Regions from separate parts of the Ovis aries genome. Here region 2 is linked to region 1. The links are chromatin contacts, called in public Hi-C maps. All regions are on one chromosome and are shown on one strand. The core of a region is the stretch at or near the end of the contact, and the rest is flanking DNA. Distances in the headings are between cores, read along the strand shown.

Region 1 (4,431 bases), core at 886-3,385:
TTGGCAAGCAGATTCTTTACCATCCGAGCCACCAGAGAAGCAAGAACGGAATTTGCTTTTTCCAGAAGATGGAGGGTCAGGATGGGTTAAAAAGGGAGAACCGGCAATCAGAGGGGAAGGGTGCTCTGGATGATAGTCTGGGGACTAATGGTGAGACCCAGGCAGATGGGAGGGACACTGAGAGGCAGAATCAGTAGGACCTGGACCCTGGCTGAGCCGACAATCCTGCAAGCTTCCAGAATGGCAGTGCAGGCCCCCGCACTGACTTCAGTCCCTGCACGAGGAATGCCAGGCCGCTCTGACAATGGACTTGTGCAAGTCTGTGCAGCTCAGCTGAACAGGCGGAGCAGCCCATTGCCTCCAGAATCTGTCCCATGCCAGCATCCAGCTTTGGTTTGGCTGAACTACCCAAGTGACCCGTCCATGCCCTCTCATAGGAAAGCATGAACTCAGCACTTAGCATAGAACCTGGCACAGCACAGACACTCAGTAAATGGTAGGTGGGATTATTTATTAAGCCTCGGTAGGGAGCACTTGGGGCTTCCCTGGTGGCTCAGTGGTAAAGAACCTGCCTGCCAACACAAGACACATGAGTTCAATCCCTGGGTTGGGAAGATCCTCTGGAGAAGGAAATGGCAACCCACTCCAATATTCTTATCTGGGAAGTTCCATGGACAGAGGAGCTTGTCAGGCTACAGACCACGGGGCCGCAAAACAGTTGGACAAGTCTTAGCCACTAAACACAACAGGGAGCATGGGGCTGTGGGTGGAGGTGTGGGAACAAAAGACTTCTTCCATTCACTCGGTACTCACTTACTGAACAGTCTGGGGACAGGCCCTGGACAAGCCCAGCTAGGGCGCTGTGTCGGAACTGACTGAGGGATAGCCTGAGGCCCTAAGCACTGCGGGACGGAGGAAAGCTGAGAAAAGGGGGTTCCTTCAGAACTCTTCCTAGTGCAGAGGTGGCAAGAGAAAAGGATCTCTCAGCCTACTGAGGGGTCAGGGTCTGGCTTCTCAGAGTCTACACCTAGTATCTTATCATCTAGAAGCAGTGTTCAGGTCACGTGGCCTTTCTAAAAACAGGCCAAGGAGCAAGCAAGTACTACAAGTGCCTGGCACTACCTGGAGAGCCTAGGCCTGGCACACAGAAGGGCCCTGGGCTGGCTGACTTCCCACAGCTTCAGGGGCCCACCTTCTGGCCCGAGGGAAAGTCTCCTTTATTGGCTTCTCCAGGCCCAGCCCACTGCCTTTATCACTGCACCCTCCCGCCCAGCACAGGCTTGGTGCCAGAAGCCTCAGAATATTTAATGGGGTGTTGTGTGTCGGATTCTTTGCAACCCCCATGGGCCGCAGCAGCCAGGCTTCCGTGTCCTTCACCATCTCCTGAAGTTTGCTCAAACACATTGAATCCGTGATGCCATCCAACCCTCTGGTCCTCTGCCGACCTCTGTTTTAATGGGAAGTGAAAGTGAAAGTCGCTCAATCTTGTCTGACTCTTTGCGACCCTATGGACTATACAGTCCATGGAATTCTCCAGGCCAAGGAGTGGGTAGCCTTTCCCTTCTCCAGGAAATCTTCCTCCACCCAAGGATGGAACCCAGGTCTCCCGCATTGCAGGCGGATTCTTTCCCAGCTGAGCCACAAGGAAAGCCCGTTTTAAGGGGAGGAAGGAGCCCAGACCTGTGTAACTGGGTTTGTCCCGCAGAAGCGGAGGGGCGCTCAGCCCAGTCCTGCAGGTGGCGCGCACAAACGCCATTCCCATTAGACAGACCAGAAAGCCGAGGCCCAGAGAGACGGCTTGCCGAGGTCACACGCAACCCGTGTGCCCGCGCTGCCCGCCGCTCGGGCTCCTGTCAATCCCGTCCCCAAGCCTGCGACCCCCGGCCCCCAACAGTGCAGTGCCCGCCTCCTGCTCTGCGGGGTTTCTTTGACGCGGGTGCAACCCCCAGGACATCCCCGCCACGCCTCCAGGGCCCTGCCTGCCTGCCGCCCAGGCCCTCCCACCCCCGCCCAGCCCCGCCGCCGCGCTGCGGCCCCCGGGGCCGCGCACCTGCCTGCGGTGGGGGTGGGGGGACCGGCCGGGCTCGGGGGCCGCCCCACTTCCGGAGGCGGGGTAGGGGTGGCGACGCTGCGCGTCTACTTTTCAGCGATGAAGCCTCGGCTGCGGCCTCCGGATGCCCGGGCGGGGAGCAGGGTGGGGGTGGGGTGGGGGAAATCTGAAAAGGGAACTCGGATGCGACAGCAAACCAGTGGCGGTTTCGTTCGCCCAGATCCGGACACAAAGGCGGCCGCGGGCGGCTCGGCGCGGGCAGGCAGTCCCGAGACCCCGCGGCCGCCGGGGCCCCGGGGGCTTCCGCGGAGGAAGGAGACCCGGGCGGCGGCGGCCGGCTCGGTCCGGCCACACCCCGACACCTGGGCCCGGGGCGGAGAGAGCCGCGCCCTAGGGCTCCGCTCTTTGCAACCTTTGTTCTGGCTTCAGCGCGCGATCCCCGGGCCCCTCCACCCTCGCCGCAGGGCTCATGTGGACCTCGACCCTTAACCTTCGCTGATCCCCGGGCGGTCCCGCGGTCTAGGTCCCGGGCGGGGCGGGGGTGAGCGCGAGCGCGGGGTCCCGGCGGCTGCACGTGCCGGGCCTCAGGAGGGACGGAGCCCCGTTCTCGCCCCGCTGCCGCCCAGGTGTCCCGGCCGCTGGCACCGAGCCAGGGGTTGGGAGCTGCGGAGGCGAGCCCCTGGAGCCCCCTGGACCCCTGCCCTGGAGGAGATAATAGGATCAGGGCCACGCTGATAGCAGTTAGTGACAGTCAGCCCTCGCTAAATGGGTGAGATCACAGCCACAAGGGCTGACCCGAAGAGCCGGGCTAGAGTTCCTGTCCTTGAAGTTACAGGAAAGTTGGTAATCTTGGATTTTCTGTTTAATCATATTATGGAAGATTTTTTATCATAAGCGAAAGTCATGGTGGTAAGATGAGCCCCCCAGGTGCGCGGCACTCAGATACAATTATAAGCAGGTGACCATCTGGTTCTGCCTGACCCTCACTCTCCACCCACGGCCCGACCTGTCATTGTGAAACAGATCCTTGGCATCGGGTCAGATTTCAGTTGTGCCCCCTGAGACACTTACTGGCTTTTGATGAAAAGCCCTTTGTTTAGAAAACATTTTAAAAGCTGAACAGATTAAAACATTAAGGAGTGGAGATAAACATGAAGATAAAGGAGACTGAACAGTGGAAGGAGTGGAAAGACTGAAATGATGAAAGCCCAGAAGCCCAGGCCGTGCTTTCGGCGGCGGGGTGCGGGGGTGGGGGGTGGGGTGGCGAATTAGATTCCCAAGGTGAGAGCTTGAGCGGAGAGGAGAGAGGAGCCAGGGAGAAGAGGTGTGATTCAGGACACCAGTCGAAGGTAGAAGTGACTGGATTTGCTGACGGATTAGACAGGAGTCTTGAAGGAGAGAGGCTTTGATGACGGGAAGCTAGGAGAATGGCAGTGCTTTGAAATGCCTTGAGGAAGACTAGGGGAAGATTTGGGGGAATCCAAAGTAGAGTTTGGAATGCTACACCTGAGCTGCCATTGAGATATCCAAGTGGAGATACCGTGGGGAGGTAGGTATTTGAGGAGAATTCCCAGGGATGGGAGCAGGGCTAGAGATTCCAAGAGTGGAGTTTTAACCACTGGACCACTGGGGAAGTCCCAAGGGCTAGAGATTGAAATCCGGAAGTTGAGAACCTGTAGTGTATTTAAAAATCACAGGACTGGAATGGATAGTGGGCAGTGAAGTCAAGGGAAGAAAGCGTTCCTAAGAAAGAGAGAGGGATTGACAGTGTGGAATATCATGGAGAGGTCAAGGAAAAGGAGGACAAAGAAAAAGTGACCATTTAATCTCATAACTGGGACACCCTTGGTGAAGTTGGTGGGAGAAATTTCAAAAGAGCAACATAGTTGAAAGCCAAACCAGAGGGACCTGAGAGAGCATGAGTGAGGGAGGGATTAATCTTTGGAGAAACTGTGATGTGAGCAGAAACTAGAAAAATGAGGCCAAAGAAGATACATTAAAACAAAATGAAATGACATTTTAGTGCAGAGAATTTAAGACTTACTAGAGAGTAGAATAATATAATGAACCCATACCCAAATCATCTAACATGTCTTTATCCACATACAATTTTGTTTCATCCATACCTGCCTGGTTGCTTTAAAGCAAATCTTAGAATTCATTCTCTTTCAGTCATAAATGGACTTCAGTATGTATCTCTAACAGGGAAGGATTCAATCTTTCATAGTTAAGAGCTTAGTTTTTTAACATAACTGCAAAATAATTTTCATACCTAAAAACAAGTAACAGTAATTCCTAAATAATTATCTAATAGCCAGTCACCAGTGTTCACACTTTCCTGATTATCCCATAAGTGATTTTCTAATAATTTCTGTGTTACA
Region 2 (4,431 bases), core at 614-3,113, 66 kb after region 1:
GGGGAGACCTTGCCATCAATTTACCCAAGGCCAAACACAGAGAAATCCTGTAACATGTAGGTACCTGAAAGAATGCTGGTGAGGCCTTCCTCAGCAAAATTGATGTCATAAACACATTTTATTTATAGTCAAGCATTTTCCTCCATCATTTTCCCCATAACTACATTATCTTTAAAGCACTGCCTAAACATGGCCTTTTATTTTTTAAAGCTGTTCTATCGAGAGCGGATTAAAAGAAACACCCTAAAATGTCATCAGGTTGAAAAATAATTCAATGCTCCTTTGGTGAGAGTGCCGCCTGGTAGGGGCATGTGTACACGTGGTGGGCAAGAAACGAATTTAGTAGATCTGGTCTTAAAACATCTTCCCACTGCTGTGATTTTTGTTTCCTGATTATCAAAATAAAATATGTTCACTGTCAAAAAAAAACCCTAACATTAAAAGAAAAAGGAAACAACCCATAGTTGGTGTGATTTTTGGATGGGAGCCCTGGGAAGGCGACGGAGAGGAACGCACGATCTGTGGCCTGGAATACTGGGCGGCGGGGTACCCCTGCCTAATAAATTAACAGTGCCATCCCCAGGGCGCTCCTCTTCGGCCACCTGTGTGGCGACTTGTCGCCTTCCCTGAGTAGCTGCGCGGCCCCGTCACCCCGCCACCCAGTTCCCACCGATCTCCTACGCAAAGACCCAACCCAGGCACCTTCCCCCGTAAATGTCCACCGACTGAAAATAGATCCCAAGCCCGCCCCTGACCTCCCCCCCCCCCCAAATCCTCCCCTTTAAAGGGAGCCACCGGGTGACGCCGGGGGAGTTTGCGGAAGCGCCAACCGCGTTGGGGCCTTGGGCGGATCCCGTGATTGACCCGGCCCCGCCCCCCGGCTCCTCTTCCCCCATTGTGTGAGCGGCTTGGGCCCAGGCCCCGCCCCCTGCCACCTCCCTCCGGAGGCCTAACCCCTCCCCTTTTTTTCACCCCCCCCCTTGGCTCATTTCCGGCCGCCGCTGCTACCGCTAGCCTGTAAGGAGGATTCGGCAGAGGGAAGAAACAACAGCCGCCATCTTGTTTGTGTGCTAGGCTGGGGGGGAGAGAGGGCGAGAGGGAGCGGGCGAGAGTGGGCAAGCGGGACGCCGGGCTGAGTGCGAACTGCGGGAGTGAGAGTGCGGAGGGGAGCTGGGCCGAAGAGAGGCGGCAGGGGGCCGAGACAGTGGCAGGGGGCCCGGGGCGCACGGGCTGAGGCGACCCCCAGCCCCCTCCCGCCCGCACACACCCCCACCGCGGCCCCGGAGCCGGGCCGGCGTCGACGCCTAAGGGGGGACCATTACATAACCCCGCGCCCCGCGGCGCCTTCGCCCGCCGTCGAGGGCGGCCCCGAGCGGAGCCCCGGGGGGCGGGCGCTCCAGGCACCTGGCCGCCGAGGGTGGGGGCCGTAGCGGCGGCCGTATTTATTTATTTTCGCGGGAGGGGAGGGCGAAGGAGGAGAGAGCGCGGCGCGAGAGGAAGCCGCCTGCGCCGCTCGCCAGAAGCGGGGCCTCCTCGGTGGGCTCGGCGTCGGCGCGGGCAGGCGGCGCTGCTCAGCCCGGCCCCCCTCGGCCCTCTGGGCCGGCGAGCTCCGCGCCCGGCGTCCTCGCCGCGCCTCCGCCGCGCGATGTGAAGCGGCGGCGCCAGCCTGGCTCTCAGCTCGGGCGAGCTCTCTGCGGCCATTAGGGGCCGGTGCGGCGGCGGCGGCGCGGAGCGCGGCGGCAGGAGGAGGAGGAGGGTTCGGAGGGTGGGGGCTCAGGTCCGGGAGGGGGCACCGGGAGGAGGTGAGTGTCTCTTGTCGCCTCCTCCTCTCCCCGCTTTTCGCCCCCGCCTCCTTGTGGCGATGAGAAGGAGGAGGACAGCGCCGAGGAGGAAGAAGCTGATGGCGGCGGCGGAGCTCCGAGAGACCTCGGCTGGGCAGGGGCCGGCCGTGGCGGGCCGGGGACTGCGCCTCTAGAGTCGCGAGTTCTCCGGGATTCGCCGCAGCGGACGCGCTCGGCGCATTTGTGTGCCTGTGCCCTCCTCCGGGCCTGGGCCCAGGCCCGGCCCCTCGCACTTGCCCCTACCTTTTCTATCGAGTCCACATCCCTCTTCAGCCACCGCGATCCGGCGGAGAGAAAAAGGAACTTCCCCCCACCCCCTTCGGGGGCCGGCGGAGCCCCCTGAGCCCACCCCCGGGATCCGGGCGGGGACCCCGGGCTGAAGAAGAGATTTCCCGAGGATTCTCCTTTTCCTCGCCCGTATCTCCGAAAGAATTAAAAATGGCCGAGAATGTCGTGGAACCGGGGCCGCCTTCAGCCAAGCGGCCTAAACTCTCATCTCCGGCCCTCTCGGCGTCCGCCAGCGATGGCACAGGTTAGTCTCGGGAGTCCTGGCCTTCCACCTCCTTCTCAATCTTTTCTGCTCGCAGCACCTTTATTCGTCCATATTTTCTTTTCTCTTCCTAGTTCTCTGCCTCTTGATTGATTTTAAAGGTGTTTGAATGAGCTGATCGAAGGCGTCCAGTAGTCGAACCATTTTCTTTGCTTCCTAAACATTCGTTGCCACACTATGTCATATCGATGTGTGTTCTGGAATTAGGGCTCTTGAGTTGTGCTGTAAAAATGGCCTTTATTGTCGTTATCATGCAGTTTAATTTTGGAAATGCATTTGAGTGTAAGGGTTTTTTTTTTTTTTTTTTGGCACTTTTAGTTGTAATTTGTGGTTAAGTGAGGAATTGTGAATTCTTTCTTCCTGATCGTTACTTGTTCTGTTTTCTCTACTTTCTACTACTCTTCAAGAATTCCTTTTTGCCTAAGATTTTCTGTTGAGGATGAAGGTGTAAAAATTATTGGTTTTACTTGTTTGTGTGTGTGAGATCCAGGATTTCAGGCTTGATGTGAAGTTAAACGTCAAACCTGAAATTTGGTATGAATTATTTTACTAACCATTCCTAGCTCCCTCCGCCCCCTTATTTGCTTTTAAAATCAATATGGAGCGCAGTTCATTATATCTCTCTCATTTCTTTGGTGCCAGACCAAAATGTCTGAATTTCTGGGGTTTTAGGTTGGGAGAGAGCAGAGGCATTTTCTTTGCAATTTGTAGTTACTTTCTCTTTGGGAAGAGTTGGGGGGTTAACTGATTGTGTGGAGTTATGTACTTGGAAATCAAGACTAGAAATTGAGAGAGTCCCAATCAAGAACTGCCCACATAAACTGATCATACAAGAATTTAAAATGTGTGTTAAGTTTTGCATCTGTAGGTTTTGTCTGTTTACACTTTAAACAATGTACGGGGATCCAGATTGCAGTTTAAAAAAACTTTAAATTTTTTTACTTCACTCAGTTGTGGACCAGCCTTTTGTCAAGAGAAATGAGACTTGTATCACTCCCTTGTCACAGTGAGTTTGGTGCTATCCTGATGGGCACCGACCTTCTCTTTGGCTGTCATAGTTGTTTGAGGTGCCAGGATAATGAAGACGAAGAATGGCTGGCCATCTGACAGTCTACAAGATGTTCCCCTTTACTACGGAGCATCTCTTTAACACCCTGAGAAAACAAGCTCAACGTCATCCCTCCATCTGCCAGTGATAGTGCATAATGGAGTTAAATGTACTCTTTGAGTTTGTAGAGAACTTCTAAAGCATGGTTCTAAGTAGGTTTCCTTTCAGTGGGTGAAAATGTAAGGATATGGCAAAATGCTTTGGATTTTTTGCTTTTAAAAGATGTATCCTGAGTTTAAGATAACCTGCAAAGATTTGAGGATTTTTGCAGAGTTCCTCTGCTTCAGGCTTGTAACGTTGACAGCACATGAACTTTGATCTGTCCTCATTACTTGAAGTTTCTGTAGTCTTCAGGGATATTTTTTTTAACCTGTTTTTTCCCTCAGAATTCATACACATATTGAGTGTGGTATTCCTTTGCGCTTATTAAAATGTCGCTTGGAAGGACTTTCAGATTACCTTTAGACTCCTCTTCCACCTGTGGATTTTTGTGTTGTGTCTTTAGTTTTTGTGTACTGTGGTAGTTTTTGCTGTTTAGTTTTTGTGTAATATGGTAATAGATTTGAGTTAGCCAGTGACTTGGGGATATTGTAAAGAAAACTTTTTACCTGTACTATTTTGCCAATTCCTCATTTAAGCAGTTTAGTCTTGGGAGTACTGCAAGGCCTGAAAGGGAGACTGTGCTCTGTTGTTCAGATAATTCTGTTCAGGTTGATCTGTGTACTTGGTAACTTTAACTTATTTTGGTAGTGTTTCCCCTGACTTATACACAGAAACTGTTTTGCTACTTGAAATACCTGTGAATAATTGTAAGAGTACTAAATGTATCAAGTAGGTTTTTATATTTAAAAAATTCCTCAACATTGAGATTTAACTCAGTCTTAGTGTTAGAGTTTATGTTAGTTACTTTTCTCCAAATTTTGTAGTGAAGA

Evidence for each region. Hi-C and Micro-C count contacts between places; a contact is called where the count stands out from the background.
Region 2: a Hi-C map of blood shows a contact between it and region 1, with 2.0 times the contacts expected there. The contact joins the promoter of EP300 here to the enhancer-like site in region 1. A contact is called at or near these places in 4 of 16 Hi-C or Micro-C datasets (blood, hypothalamus and omental adipose tissue).

Annotation. Positions count from the first base shown.
Region 1 is chr3:218,038,251-218,042,681 of ARS-UI_Ramb_v3.0, forward strand. No RefSeq gene overlaps it. Among named protein-coding and RNA genes, the nearest start is that of RBX1, 57 kb to the left of the region's middle. Within about 2 kb of position 2,136, at least 40 of the 54 cell types and tissues checked have an H3K27ac peak or open chromatin away from gene starts, as enhancers often do. A contact at or near this core is called in hypothalamus, where this site is marked.
Region 2 is chr3:218,105,006-218,109,436 of ARS-UI_Ramb_v3.0, forward strand. It overlaps EP300 (E1A binding protein p300), which reads left to right and starts at 1,864. Exons shown (of 30, transcript XM_042247785.1): 1 at 1,864-2,373. The coding sequence starts at 2,280.